Linked DNA regions of Mustela erminea: region 1 is linked to region 2. A link is a contact called in public Hi-C data. All regions are on one chromosome and are shown on one strand. The core of a region is the stretch at or near the end of the contact, and the rest is flanking DNA. Distances in the headings are between cores, read along the strand shown.

What was found. A called contact is a pair of places that touch in the nucleus more often than the background predicts.
Region 1: a contact with region 2 is called in a Hi-C map of fibroblasts, with 6 times the contacts expected there. The contact joins the promoter of INTS7 here to the promoter of NEK2 in region 2. A contact is called at or near these places in 2 of 3 Hi-C or Micro-C datasets (fibroblasts and spleen).

Annotation. Positions count from the first base shown.
Region 1 is chr17:12,674,377-12,680,242 of mMusErm1.Pri, forward strand. INTS7 (integrator complex subunit 7) reads right to left here and starts at 4,208. Exons shown (of 20, transcript XM_032319138.1): 1 at 3,912-4,208. The coding sequence starts at 4,005. DTL (denticleless protein homolog) reads left to right here and starts at 4,244. Exons shown (of 16, transcript XM_032319141.1): 1 at 4,244-4,512. The coding sequence starts at 4,461.
Region 2 is chr17:12,389,151-12,395,783 of mMusErm1.Pri, forward strand. It overlaps NEK2 (serine/threonine-protein kinase Nek2), which reads right to left and starts at 3,070. Exons shown (of 8, transcript XM_032318626.1): 1 at 782-3,070. The coding sequence starts at 877.

The DNA.
Region 1 (5,866 bases), core at 2,958-5,457, 290 kb after region 2:
CTTTCAGGCAACCTCACAGAAATGAGAGAGGCTGAGTGACGTCATTTAAGGGAGACTCCTTTTCACTCACGGTGAAGGAGATCTTGCATAGGTTTCCCTAAATCATCAGGACATCTTCAGTCAGTTTAGACTATGCAGAACTTAAACACTAGTGAAAAAGTTACAGTGATTAATTTATGTCAGATATGTCCTTTACAATGCCTACATTAAGGATTATCCATATTATTAAATGTGTCAGATAAATAGAAGTCATACCTGATTGTAACACTTAACTCTATATGCTTAGTCTTCACAGAAACTCAGTCAGCATGACTATCTGCTTAAAACTCTAAAAAGGGGATAGAAAGACCTCTATGTAGCAGCTAGAGTGATCTATAAAAATGTAAACCAATCCAAATCAATCCTCTGCTTAAAGACTTTGTGTCTTCTCGATGCACTTGGCATAAAATCCAAACTTCTTGTCCTGACCAACAAAGCCATATTTCATCTAGCCCTGCTTTCTTCTTAAAGCTGTTTTGTTCACTAATAAAGCCCCAACTCTGAGTACGGTGACTAACACAATGTAGGTGATCCGCAAATATCTGCTGGATGAATGAATGGCTATCACGTGATTATTTTCCTGTGTTGTTAACTACAGCCTGAAGGAATGGACTTGACTCAGCTTCAAAACAGCATCCATTTATTCCTAGACAGATCAGAAACAAATAGCTTACTGGCATGCTTATTCAAAGGCTCAGAACAAAGCGCAACAGGTTATAAATGACATTTCCCAAGTGTGTATCTTAGGACACTGCATTTACAATGCAGTTCAAGTGGCACATCTGTACACATCTGTTACTGCCTACTCAACACCTCCATTTGGATGACTAAGGGATATCTCAAATTTAGCAGTCCCAAACCGATTTCACTTTCATTCACTCAGTAAATGGCAATATATACTTTTGGATCAGACCAAAACCTCTAAATTTTTCCTGACCGCTAATTCTCACATTCTCAGCATATTCATTAGCAAATCTTATTGGCTTTACCTTTAAAATATATCCGGAACTTCAGCATTTCACACACCTTCACTAAAACCAGCTTGGCCCAAGCCACTATTTTCCTCCCCGGACTGTTACAACTGCATCCTTACTAGTTTCCCTACTTTCATCTCTGGCCCTCCGTGTCAATGTAGCCTCAACACAACAGCCAAATTGATCTTCTCAATGTTAAGTCAGCTATGCCATAGCACTGCTGAAAATCCTCCACAGTGTCCCATTTCACTCAGAACTAAGACCAGACTTTCAATGACTTGTACTGCCCTACATGAACTGGCTTCTGGTTATCTTTTTATCTTCAATGTCTATCATTCTACTCCGGCACGCAGAACAGGCTCCAACCTCAGGACCTTTGCACTTGCTGTTCCTCTATTTGACCAGTGAGACCTTTCCTGACTATCCTATATAAGATAACAAACCAACCCCAATCCCACACCCAGTTTTTTCTAGCCCCTTTCATTAGTTTCATTTTTCTCTACAGAATGTTATCACTACTTGTCAAAATATATGCATACTATATTTGCTTGCTGCCTGTTTTCTCTGTCCAAAAGGTAAGTTCTATAGAGGCAAGAGCTTTTTTTTGTTTTGTTGCTGTTTCTCTAGTACAAACCCTAAGTAAGTCAGATGTATGGATGTAAGTGTCTGTATGTGTAGGAGGGAGGGTGGAAAGAACAGGAAGAGAGGCTACGGGAGTAAGAAACTCCTATTAAAATACTTCAGAAACAGTATTCCTTGGAATGCACTTTGGGAAACTCCCATCTAGATGTTCTAGAATTTAAAAGAAAGTTAGAACTTGTAGCCTTCTGACCCTACGAACTTCCACTCATAAAACAAAAATATTTTAACAGATAAAGCATGAAATGACTCAATAGTTAAAATACTGAACTATATTCTAATGAAACTGGCTATTTCTGAAATCTAATTTCTTTTTTTTTTTTTTAAGATTTTATTTATTTATTTGACAGAGATCACAAGTAGGCAGAGAGGCAGGCAGAGAGAGAGAGGGAAGGAGCTGCCCGCTGAGCAGAGAGCCCGATGCAGGGCTTGATCCTGGACCGAGATCATGACCTGAGCTGAAGGCAGAGGCTTAACCCACTGAGCCACCCAGGCGCCCCTGAAATCTAATTTCTTAACAGCTTTAAAAGGTATAGAGCATGATGAGGTGAAAAAGAACAAAAATTTTGTTCTTATATTATTCAAATATTCTTTCTGAGCCTGAGAATTACCTGGGAAATACTCACCTGGGAGAACTGAAAGTGACCACTTAACACCTATGACTGACAGCTGGTTTCTACTTAAACACTCAGTGGCCATCCATTTATTTCTTACAGTTCTGAAATGTTTCTATTTCAACTTCTAAGAAGCAAAAATTGTGGGGTTTTTTTCCTTAACACAATGGCAAATTTTTAGGAATTAAACAATTCTAGATTTTCTGACATCTCAGAGTCTGATCCTGACCTTTGCTCTCCAACCCATCTCACCATCATTATGATGTAACCCCACATGGCCCAGAGTGGTAGAAAATGTCTTTCGATTTGGTGGGGTTATTAGATATGTGGACCTGCAACTCTCAGTTATTAGACATGTGGACCTGCAACTCTCTCTGGGGAAAAAGGAAGAAATTTCCAGACTGGAAAGGAAAAGGTTATGCAGTGTTTAAAAAACACATTTAATATTATAATTTTATATTTCATAGGGGAAAAGCCCTACAGCTTTGGTAAGAGAAAGTAAAAAGTTGAACATTATTTTCTTGACTGAAGGGAATGCACTAAGTGACTCAACCAAAGGAATATCTCATCGGAGTGTTGTGACATTTATATGTTAATCAAAAGGAGTTAAAAGCTTTTTAAAAAGTCTGAGAAACTCTTACCTAGACCTACCCACTAGAAATGTTTACAGATTAGAAAACAAGAAAATGAAATCCCAAAAAAGTTAGCTGGGAACCCGGCTCAAAGTGGACTTAAAGACAGATCCTTCTAATCTGTAGTCCCAATTCTCAATGTATTATATATTGGTTCTAGTTAATGAAGAATTAACTATACCACGTGGCAAATGTTTCCCCCATTCAATAAAAATCACTGAAACCTGTCAAATATTCGCATCTGCCTTCCATAGCCTTATCTAAGAAGGCATATCTGTTTTAGCATTTAATAATGGATTCTTTTGCATACAATTATATCGCTTAATATTACAACAGTCCTGCAAGCTCAATGGTACTGGATCTACTTTGCAGACAAAAAAGACAAGGTTGGGTGAAGTTGGGTGACCTGCCCATGATCATAAAATCGGTGGCACTAGAATTCGACTCAGTCTAAGTCCCAGCTCCTTTCACTACACCAAGCAGCCCTACACCTCCCACCCCTCCTCCCAAAGGAAAACAGAACTCGTGGAATTTATACGAAAGAGGAGCTATGCTTTTCGGATTTTCTTGGTCGTATTTAATGTCTAGTAACCCGTAGGTAAGTTACAGAAATAAAATACATCGTTATAAAGTGGGTGCAAGATTATTATTCAGCACTCTTGATGAAGACCTTGTTTCAACTGAACCTACTGACAAATAATTTCACAATTTGAATGTAGCATTTTTACAAACTGCTTGGAAAATCGGGGGACTGTGCCCTCAAGCGGTCAAACACGGCCCGTCACTGGAGCTCTCTACTTATTCAGCTGGTGCAAAGCCAAAATAGCAACGCTGCAATTTTCCTGCAATCTCCCAAACCTGCAAGTGCTCTGGACTCTCGGAAAGCATAGGTGCCCGCCCTCGCCCCCGCCCCGGGAAGCTAGGCGCATGCGCCTGACTGACGGCTGCCACCGCCTGGTGGCGCCATTGCCCCCCACGCCCGTTTCACCCGCTCAGCCCGCTCTTTCGAATACCTTTGTCTAATTCCATAAGGGCAGAGTTAGCATCCAGCTCCTGTTCGCCATAGCCGGCATCTGCCAGGAAAGATTTAGTTGCGTTTGACGCCATGACCCGAATAGTCACTCGACTAGCCTATTTAAAAAGATTGCAAACTCTGCCCCAGCACCGCCATCTTCTTCCACCACCTTCTCGCGGATTTTTCCTCCGCGCTCTGTCAAGCCCTGTTACGCATGCGTCCTGGTCACCCCGCCGTTCGCCAGCGCCTCTGCGGCCCCCCGCGCAGGCGCTCAGGGAGCTCCTGAACCCTGGGTTCCCGCGGCTCGGAGAAAAGGAGGCGGGGATTGGAAGGGGGAAGTGACTCGGAGGCGCCCGGACGCCGCCGCGGGAGCCAATCAGACGGCGTGACGTCAGTTTGGCGGGGAGTTTGGTGGCCGGGGCTTACTGTGGCGGGAGTTGGAGGCAATAACTAGTCGTGTTCTGAGGGGCGCAAGATACGATTTTTGCTGAAGCTGGGGGGCATTTTCACGGCTTTTCTGTCAGTTGAACCTTTTCCTCTGGCCCAGATGCTCTTCAATTCGGTGCTCCGCCAGCCCCAGTTCGGCGTCCCGAGAAATGGTGAGTAACGGCCCTAACCGCTTCTTCTCGCTGGCGGGCTTCGCCTGCCCCGAACAACGCGGCGGACCAAGGCCGACTCCAACTCTGTTTCCCAGCCCCCGACTTCTCCCATGGCCGGAGTGAGTTCGTGTTAGCGAGGACTGCTGAAACAAGCTGCGCTTTCTTGCCCTTGGGACACTTTTAATCGTAATCGGGATTTTTAAAATCGTAATGTGGGCTGACGGAGGGAAGAGAGTCGAATCGACCGGCCTTCTTTACGGCTTCAGTGTTGCACAGTAACTGGAAAATGCGTGCATTTGTGTGTGTGCGCGCGGCTCCACAGCTTTGTGAGATCGTCAGGACTCGTGTTCGCTGACTGATTTGTCGATTCATTGATTAGTTTGTTGTAGAACTTTAGTGAGCCCTACTATTCGCTTAGATATACTTGGGAGTGTGATCCGCTATTAAGGAACTCATTCCAGCCGAGAAGACAACATCTGCTTCCAGCATGGTCCGAAAAATGTTCCCCCTGATTACTGCATGTGCGTAAAAATACGGAATTACAGGGTGAAAAATGCCCATAACCGCAGCCCCCAGAGATAACCACTCGTGATCGATTAAAGTAGATTACTCTCAGGGCCAAGGTACTATGTATTGTTATTTACAGAAATGGGATCAAAACGTTAGGTTTGTTTTGTTTTTCACTGTAACGGTATGATTTGGGGGATATTTCCATAGTATGTGGAAATCCGACTTCCTCGCTACAGTTCTTGAGGTTAAAACATCCTTAAGGTAAAACGACGGGCCGTGGGAGCTTTGAGTTTAGGTTTGGGTGTCATCGACCTGAAACCTGGTACGTTTCTGAGGTGGGAGTTACTACGCAGACTGAGTCTGGATACAAATGAAACCTCGTTCATTTAAAAACGGACTAGGTCTTCTTTTTCTTTGAAACCCTGTGGAAAACAAAAAAGAATCTGAGAAGGGAACTTTTTATGTTAAGGCAAAGGTCTGGGAAGAGGATATGGAGAAGTGGACTGAGGAGTAGTCCCACAACTTCCTGCCTCCAACTGGAGCTTTATATCCGTTCTCCCCTACTTCCCCCCGGATAATCTTTCTGATTATACTCTAAATGCCCCTCTCTGACTCTGCTGGAAACTTGCTTGGGTGACTTCTGTGCTCTGTCATGACTGGCAGTAGTGCCCAGTGATTGAGATCTGTCTTGGAATTAAACTGCCAGAGGTTTAATTCCAGCTTCATTCCTTACGGCCTGCAAGACCAGGGGCCTGCAAGACCAGGGGCCTGCAAGACCAGGGGCAAGCTGTTTATACTTAGCCTCTATTGTGTAACAGATATTCTCCTAATTCTCCAATCTTTC
Region 2 (6,633 bases), core at 1,820-4,319:
TTGAAGTCACTTCTCTATTAAATAGCTCACACGATCATTATCATCTAATTTATTTATTTCAATGAACTTTAGAGCCCCTGCGTTTATTTCCGTAACTTTACCCTAAATTTCAACCAATAAATTGTGCAGCGGGAGAGAGCGGGATGAGGCACTTTAGGCCTCCCCCAACCCCTTACCCTAAGTTGCTTTGGGGCAGGTTGGCGGAAGGTACTTTGGTCAAAGCTGGAGCAGGGGCAAAGTCCATCATTCCAACCAAACTTTTCCAGAGTGAGAGACCTTAGTAAAGATCTCTCCATCAGCAGTTCCTTCTCCATTGTTTCCTCCTGTATAAGATCTACCTACACACACTGGGAAATTAAGAATCCAAAAATCCGAAGAATGGTTATTTTAAATGAGTTCTGACTGCAAGACAAAATCTCCAGGTTCTGCTGATCCTGCCTCTTTCCCATGTCCAAGAGGATACTCTACTCTGAAAGAGCTCAAGACTCAGCTACCTGTCACTAATGGGAGGCCCTTAGCAAGTCAAGGCGGGAAAAAGGAAGAAAGGGGAAGAGAAAGGGAAGAAAACAAAAACAGAGATCTTAACAGATGCAGTCTCCCAGCCCTTGCGCGACCCAGGGCAGACACAGACCTGGAAGAGATAAGCTCTTCCCGGCAACCCGCCGTGGAGACCCACAGCCCCAGGCCTCCCGCTCTTCCGCCATCCCAGGGGCCGAGGGCGCTCGCCGCAGGCGGGCGAAACCGCTGCAGGGGCGGAGACACGGAGGTGGCCCGCGCTCACCTTGCCGTCGCTCTTCCTCCGGATCTTCTGGCAGCGGCCATAGGAGCCCGTGCCGATGGTGTACAACACCTCGTAGTCCTCCGCCCGAGTGGGCATGGCCGGGCCCTCCGCAGACCTCCTGCAGGTCGTTCTGCCGGCTCGGAGGGGTCTCCGAGCCACAATACCTACCTGGCCGCACCAGTCTCCAGCCCGGTTTAACCGACGCGGGCCCTGGCCTGGCAGCCTATTGGCCCGCGGTGAGCTGGCTTCGCCTCTCTGATTGGTTAAAAGAACACAACATCCTAGGCATCCTGGGAAAGGCGCATCGCTAGGCAACCGCGTCGGCGTCGCTGTCGGCGTCTGCTCCCCTTCAGCCCCGCGCCAGCTTCGGGAGAAAGGGGCGGAGCTAAGCCAAAAAGAGGCAGGGATAGAAAGCGGGTGTAGGCGGATCTCCGCAAGTCTGTCCCTCCCGCTGAGGTCGCCAAGGTAATCGAAGTCCGGGGACCTCTCCTTGGACTTCTTTGCACACTGCCACCACCTGCCACCTTCTGACCTTTGCACTCTGACCCCTTACACTAAGCACTCTCTTCTGCACACGCCCTCCTCCTGGGTTCCTGAACCCCGAGCCTGGGCGGGGTCACACTGCAGACTGGGAGCTCAGTGCTGAGATGCAGAGTACAGAAGCTCTGCTGAAGATAGGTGAACGGTTCAGACTGTGGTCGGGGACTGTGCCAAGCACTTTACACGTGTTGTCTCGTTTATTCCTCAGCACAGACCTATAATGCGGGAATTAGTGTTCTTTCCCATGAGGAAATGGAAGCACAGAAAGGTTAGATTATTTGTTTTAGGTCCAACAGCCAGGAAGAGAAGAAATCGATTTGAAAACAGTAGATGCTCATAGAAATGATTTAAAGCTTACGCACGACTTTAGGGTGTAGTCATCATAGAGAGACTGTATTTTTGAACACTAAATTTAGAGTCCTGTTTCACATGCACAGGATGTATGCAAAACCTCAGTGTAGAATATGGAAGTCCTTGATATTTTGGAATATGTGGGAAAATATGGTGGCTCTAGGACAGAAACAGGTTTACCTTTAAGACTCCTACAAAAAATTTTTATTAGAAAAGACTACTACATAGGTTATTTGGGGTGCCAAACACATAATTAATTGACAATATGTCATAAGCTATAGCTTCTTCCCGGTGCCTCGCTCACCTAGGCAGATCAAAGAGTCCTGTTTTTACCTGGATGGGGGGCCAGGCCTCGAAGGAGAAATAGTCCATTACCAGAAGACTAATAATTTGACAGTGCATAAGTAGGTCAATTTTCTTTAAATATCTGTTCAACATGGAGTTGAAAGGAACTTGATTTTCTATTAATAAGAATTACAAACCAGTTTCTGTTTAAAATAAAGAATTTCTTACATGCACTGAATACAGCATAATTGGAATTGCCAGCCAGAAGCATTATTAAAATAACATTCAAGGACACTGTCTTACCTCAAGGGAATAGGACCAATTTAGGTTTCAAAAGTTATGTAAAGAGCCACAAGTGTCTGAGCTAATTGAAACTGTATTTTTTATTTTAGTACTTCTTAAAGATTGACGTGCATGGGGCTCTTTGACTGGTCTGCCCCAAATCCAGCCCTGCACCTTCTCTCTGGCCACTCTTCTGCTCTCAGGCTTTGCTCCAGTTCTCCAAACCTGGCACACTTTCTCAGCTCCTACTACCACCATCACCTTTGTACCTGTTTTTCCGCTTGCCTGGAATACTGTCCACCCAACTCCCTTAACCACTCATTCACCCCCCAAGTCTGTCTAGAGGATACAACTTGTCTTTTGATACTCAATACCAACTTACTTTCCTATACCCTAGGAAACCCTTCTAGCTTGCTAAAACAAGCTATTTTTTTCCATTTACAGTGTTCACAGACCCCCTTGTACATAAATCAATATTTCCCTTGTTATTTATTATTATTTGTTTACATGGGTCTGGCAGTAGCTTAGCTCCAAGCTCCTGGCAGCCATTATAAGTTCTGTAAAAGGGGGCATGCAATTAATTTTTGTTAAATGAAAGTATGAGAGAGTAGTTTATTAATAATCATGCAAGGATCTGGAGTGAGCCCTGAAGTACACATGTTTCAAATGTCCCAGCCCCGTGGCAGAAAATATCAGGGGATGGCCATCCCAGGAGTATGGAGAGTGGCATCTAGACACATACGTTCATTCAACAAATATTTATTGAGCACTTACTATGTGCCAGGTGTGATGATAGGCGTTGATACGCTAGGTGTTCATTAGAGAAGAGACAAGAGAGCCTTGATCACAATGATGAAGAAAAAAGTAACATAGACATGGCAGGACAAACCCTGACAACCAGCCAAAGTTAGTCCATACCATTGGGGGACAGTAAGGGGCAAGACAGCCCAGCAGAGTCCACTGGATACTCTGCTGGACAGAGCTCCTCTGGACACTAGAACAGAGACACTGGAAGCCAAGGAGCATATGCAGGCCAATCACGAACACTGTACAGGAAACACCCCTTCCCCCATCACTTCCTCTCTCCTTCCTCCATTGTCCACCAATTTTTTAATACTCGGATTGCACCCGGTTTCTTCCCCGAAAATTTCCCTACTCCCTTCAACCCACGGTGTTCTCCTAAAAGAGGAATTAACTGTGCTTTTTACTCATTCAGAATATGCCGTTTACTAGTCTTTATCCCTAGCTTCTTGTGTAGCTCTATCTTCTCTGACCTATTACAACAAAAACTCTCAATCTTCAACAAACATAAACTGAGACCCTGCCAGGTGCCGAAGATACCCCAGGGAGTAGGACTCACATGCAGTCCTGACGGTGGAGAAGAGAGATGTACTGATGTGCCTCATGCACAGAGAAACTCAACCATTACAAATTGTGGTCAGAATTAAGAAAATAGAGAACCGAGACAGAAACCAAGATAACACTGAACAGAGAACTAAGAGCTGAGCAGTTCCATGAGAACGGGGCCAAGGCGTGAACTTCTCGCTCACACCCAGGGCCAAATTCACTGTCCTCACGGTCTTCTTACTCACGTGACCAGTTTTAACAGAAATGTGGTGAAATCCCAAATAAAGAGATTATCTGCATTATGAGGGTTCTCAGAGACACAAGCTAATTTTGGAGAGAAGCTAGTGGGAAGACTAGTGAGTATCTCTAACTTAACATGTTCAAGATCAAGTTCCTGGTCTTTGCCCCAGATGTGTTCAACTCACTGTTTTCTTTGTCTTGAGTAACTAATGCATGGGATTTTTGTTGCTGTCTATTTTGTTCACTGCAGTATCTCCAGCTCTTAAAACGTGCCTGGAACAGAAATGGGCACTCCACTGGCTTCTGTACATTGAATGAATGAATGAGTGAGTGAGTCAATGAATGAAGGGAGGGAGGGAGAAACAAGTGAAGGGACAAACAAAAGAACAAAGCCATACCTCAGGGCCCTCAGCGTCCCTTATAATGTTACGTGAAAGACCCACTAGAGGGCTGTAAATCACCATGTAGTAAAGGAGGAAGCATCCCTCACGCACACCAGCCCTGTCCTGCCGGGAAACTGAGATTTGCATACTGAACATTTCAAACCTCAGACAAATGCTTTGTGTGTTTTCTTTCCACAATTCCCAGGAGCAAGCCGAAGTCAGGGATTACGGAAATTCTTTCAAGTGCTTAATAAAGATTTCTAGAAGAAAAAAAAAAGAGAGAGAGAGATTCTTTGTTTATAAAAATCAGAAGATAAAATATGTTTCCGAAAAAATGTTCATGACATCGTATGTGCTGAGGGGATAACTACATTCTAGAAAAAAAGGAGATGTTACCAAGACTGGCCCTAATGGTGACACACTGTTTCATATAAACAGAAAGGCAAGGCTCAGGCTAAGAGTCAGCTTTGGACATGATGCCAGGCAGCAGAGGGAAGAGTATGATGAGAAACAGTTCATCTTTGAAAACCAAATAGTGTCGAGTTCTGAGCTCTACCACATGTTCAAGACGGAGACTGGACCCAAGGCTGACTTGTGTTCAGTATAAAGATAAACTTTCCGACAAAGTGAGCCATTCACAAATTTTACATGATTTTTCATGATACTTGTGAAATAAGGTATCTGTTATCTCTGAGAATATTGAGAATATAAATTGGTAAAGAAGAAGTGTTAAAACTAATCTCAGATGCTGAAGCCATGATGTGTTTCTAAGGGAGCAGCCGCTGGGGAACCCTCCCGGCTCTCCCTTCAGGGGGCAGCAGAGTGAAAGTGTAGAAGGGGGTAGTTGCTGTCTAGGAGCCCCTGTCTGTTTTCCTAAAGCTGTGTCACCTAGGGAATCGGCTCCGCCTCTCTAAAATGAGAGTGTGAAATCAGATGACCTTAATTGACCCTTCAGGCTTGACACGTTGTGATTCTATCTCACATTCCAGAACATTCACTGGAACTGCTGTTAGAGCCAGAACACTGGGCTGTTGAGCTCTTGGTTTGACCCAGGTGACAGTTTTTATTAAGAAGCTGTGTCTGCATTGGATTTGTTGGTATCCCCTCTCCTCATTCTCTACCTTTCCAGCAACATTGACTGAACGACAGACACAGTGAGATGTGCCCCTGGACAGGTGAGACAGGTGTAAACTAGCTCTCCCTACTCAGGGTGATCATCACTCTGGAAGAGCTTTCCCTAAATGTTCAGGGAACACAGGAGGAGGAGCCCAGAGCTGATGAGGATGGCAGGGAGTGCCGGTCAGGGCAAATGTTTCCCAGAGAGGTGGCATCTGAATGACCTCTAAGGGACGAGTGGGAATTAGGAGGCAAGGGACGGGCTGCAGGTTGGTGAAGCAAAGCGTGTGTGTGGTTACCTTGTGAAACAGGTGGTCAGACAGGTGAGCAGGACGACCGAGGGGTGGAGGCAACCTTCTGACAGCGTCCCCGTGGAGGCTTTGAGCAGATGCCCATTACCAGACTGTGCTCTCGAAAGGTCACTTTGGTAATGGTGCGGAGCATGACCGAGGGGACGGGAATGCAGGTGGGAGCTTACAGTAGTCAAACGCAGGGGATAATGACACCAGTGGAACCGAGGGAGTGGCTAGGGGAATGGAGAAGATGGGGGCAGGCAGCGAGACCGGGGTAGGAGGCAGATCGACTGTATGCATGTAGGGGAGGATCGGGGACAACTCCTGGCTTGAGTGACAGATGGATGGCGTCGTCCTCGCTGCAGGATGAAATGCAGGGGGAGGAGCACGTTAAGGTGGGGGACACTGAGTCATGTTCAGCCCAAGGGCCTCTGGGGGAGCTGGCCAGTGGGCAGTCAGAAGTGACATTTCAGCAATGGGGCCTAGGCTGGAGACAGAGCTGGAAGTAGGTGGTGACAGAAGCCAAGTGTGGGGGTGAAAATGCCCCGAGAGGGGCAGAGTGGTAAGGGAGATGGGAAGGGAGCCTGGAGGGTGTACTGGACACGAGGACGTGGAAGAGCCAGGGAAGGACCCCAAGGAAAGTGACCAAAGAGGTAGGAAGCAATAGGGAAATAACCTGTAACTCAGCTTCCAGCCCAGGAGATGGCTTGAAAAATGTGGGCATAGTCCACGGTGCTAGATATTGTTGAAAGAGCAAATAAAGTTAGGGCAGAAATGAAAACACTGGATCTGGTCATTTGGAGAGCCTAAGGGAACCACCTAGGAGCATTTTCTTTTTTCTTTTTATTGGGGGGGGGTGGTAGAGGGGCAGAAGGAGAGGAAGAGAGAGAATCTTAAGCTCGACTCCCAGCGGACAGCCTGACATGAGGCTCGATCCCATGATCCTGAGATCATGACCAGAGCCAAAAACAAGGGTCAGGCGCTCAACCCATTGAGCCACCCAGGTGCCCCACCC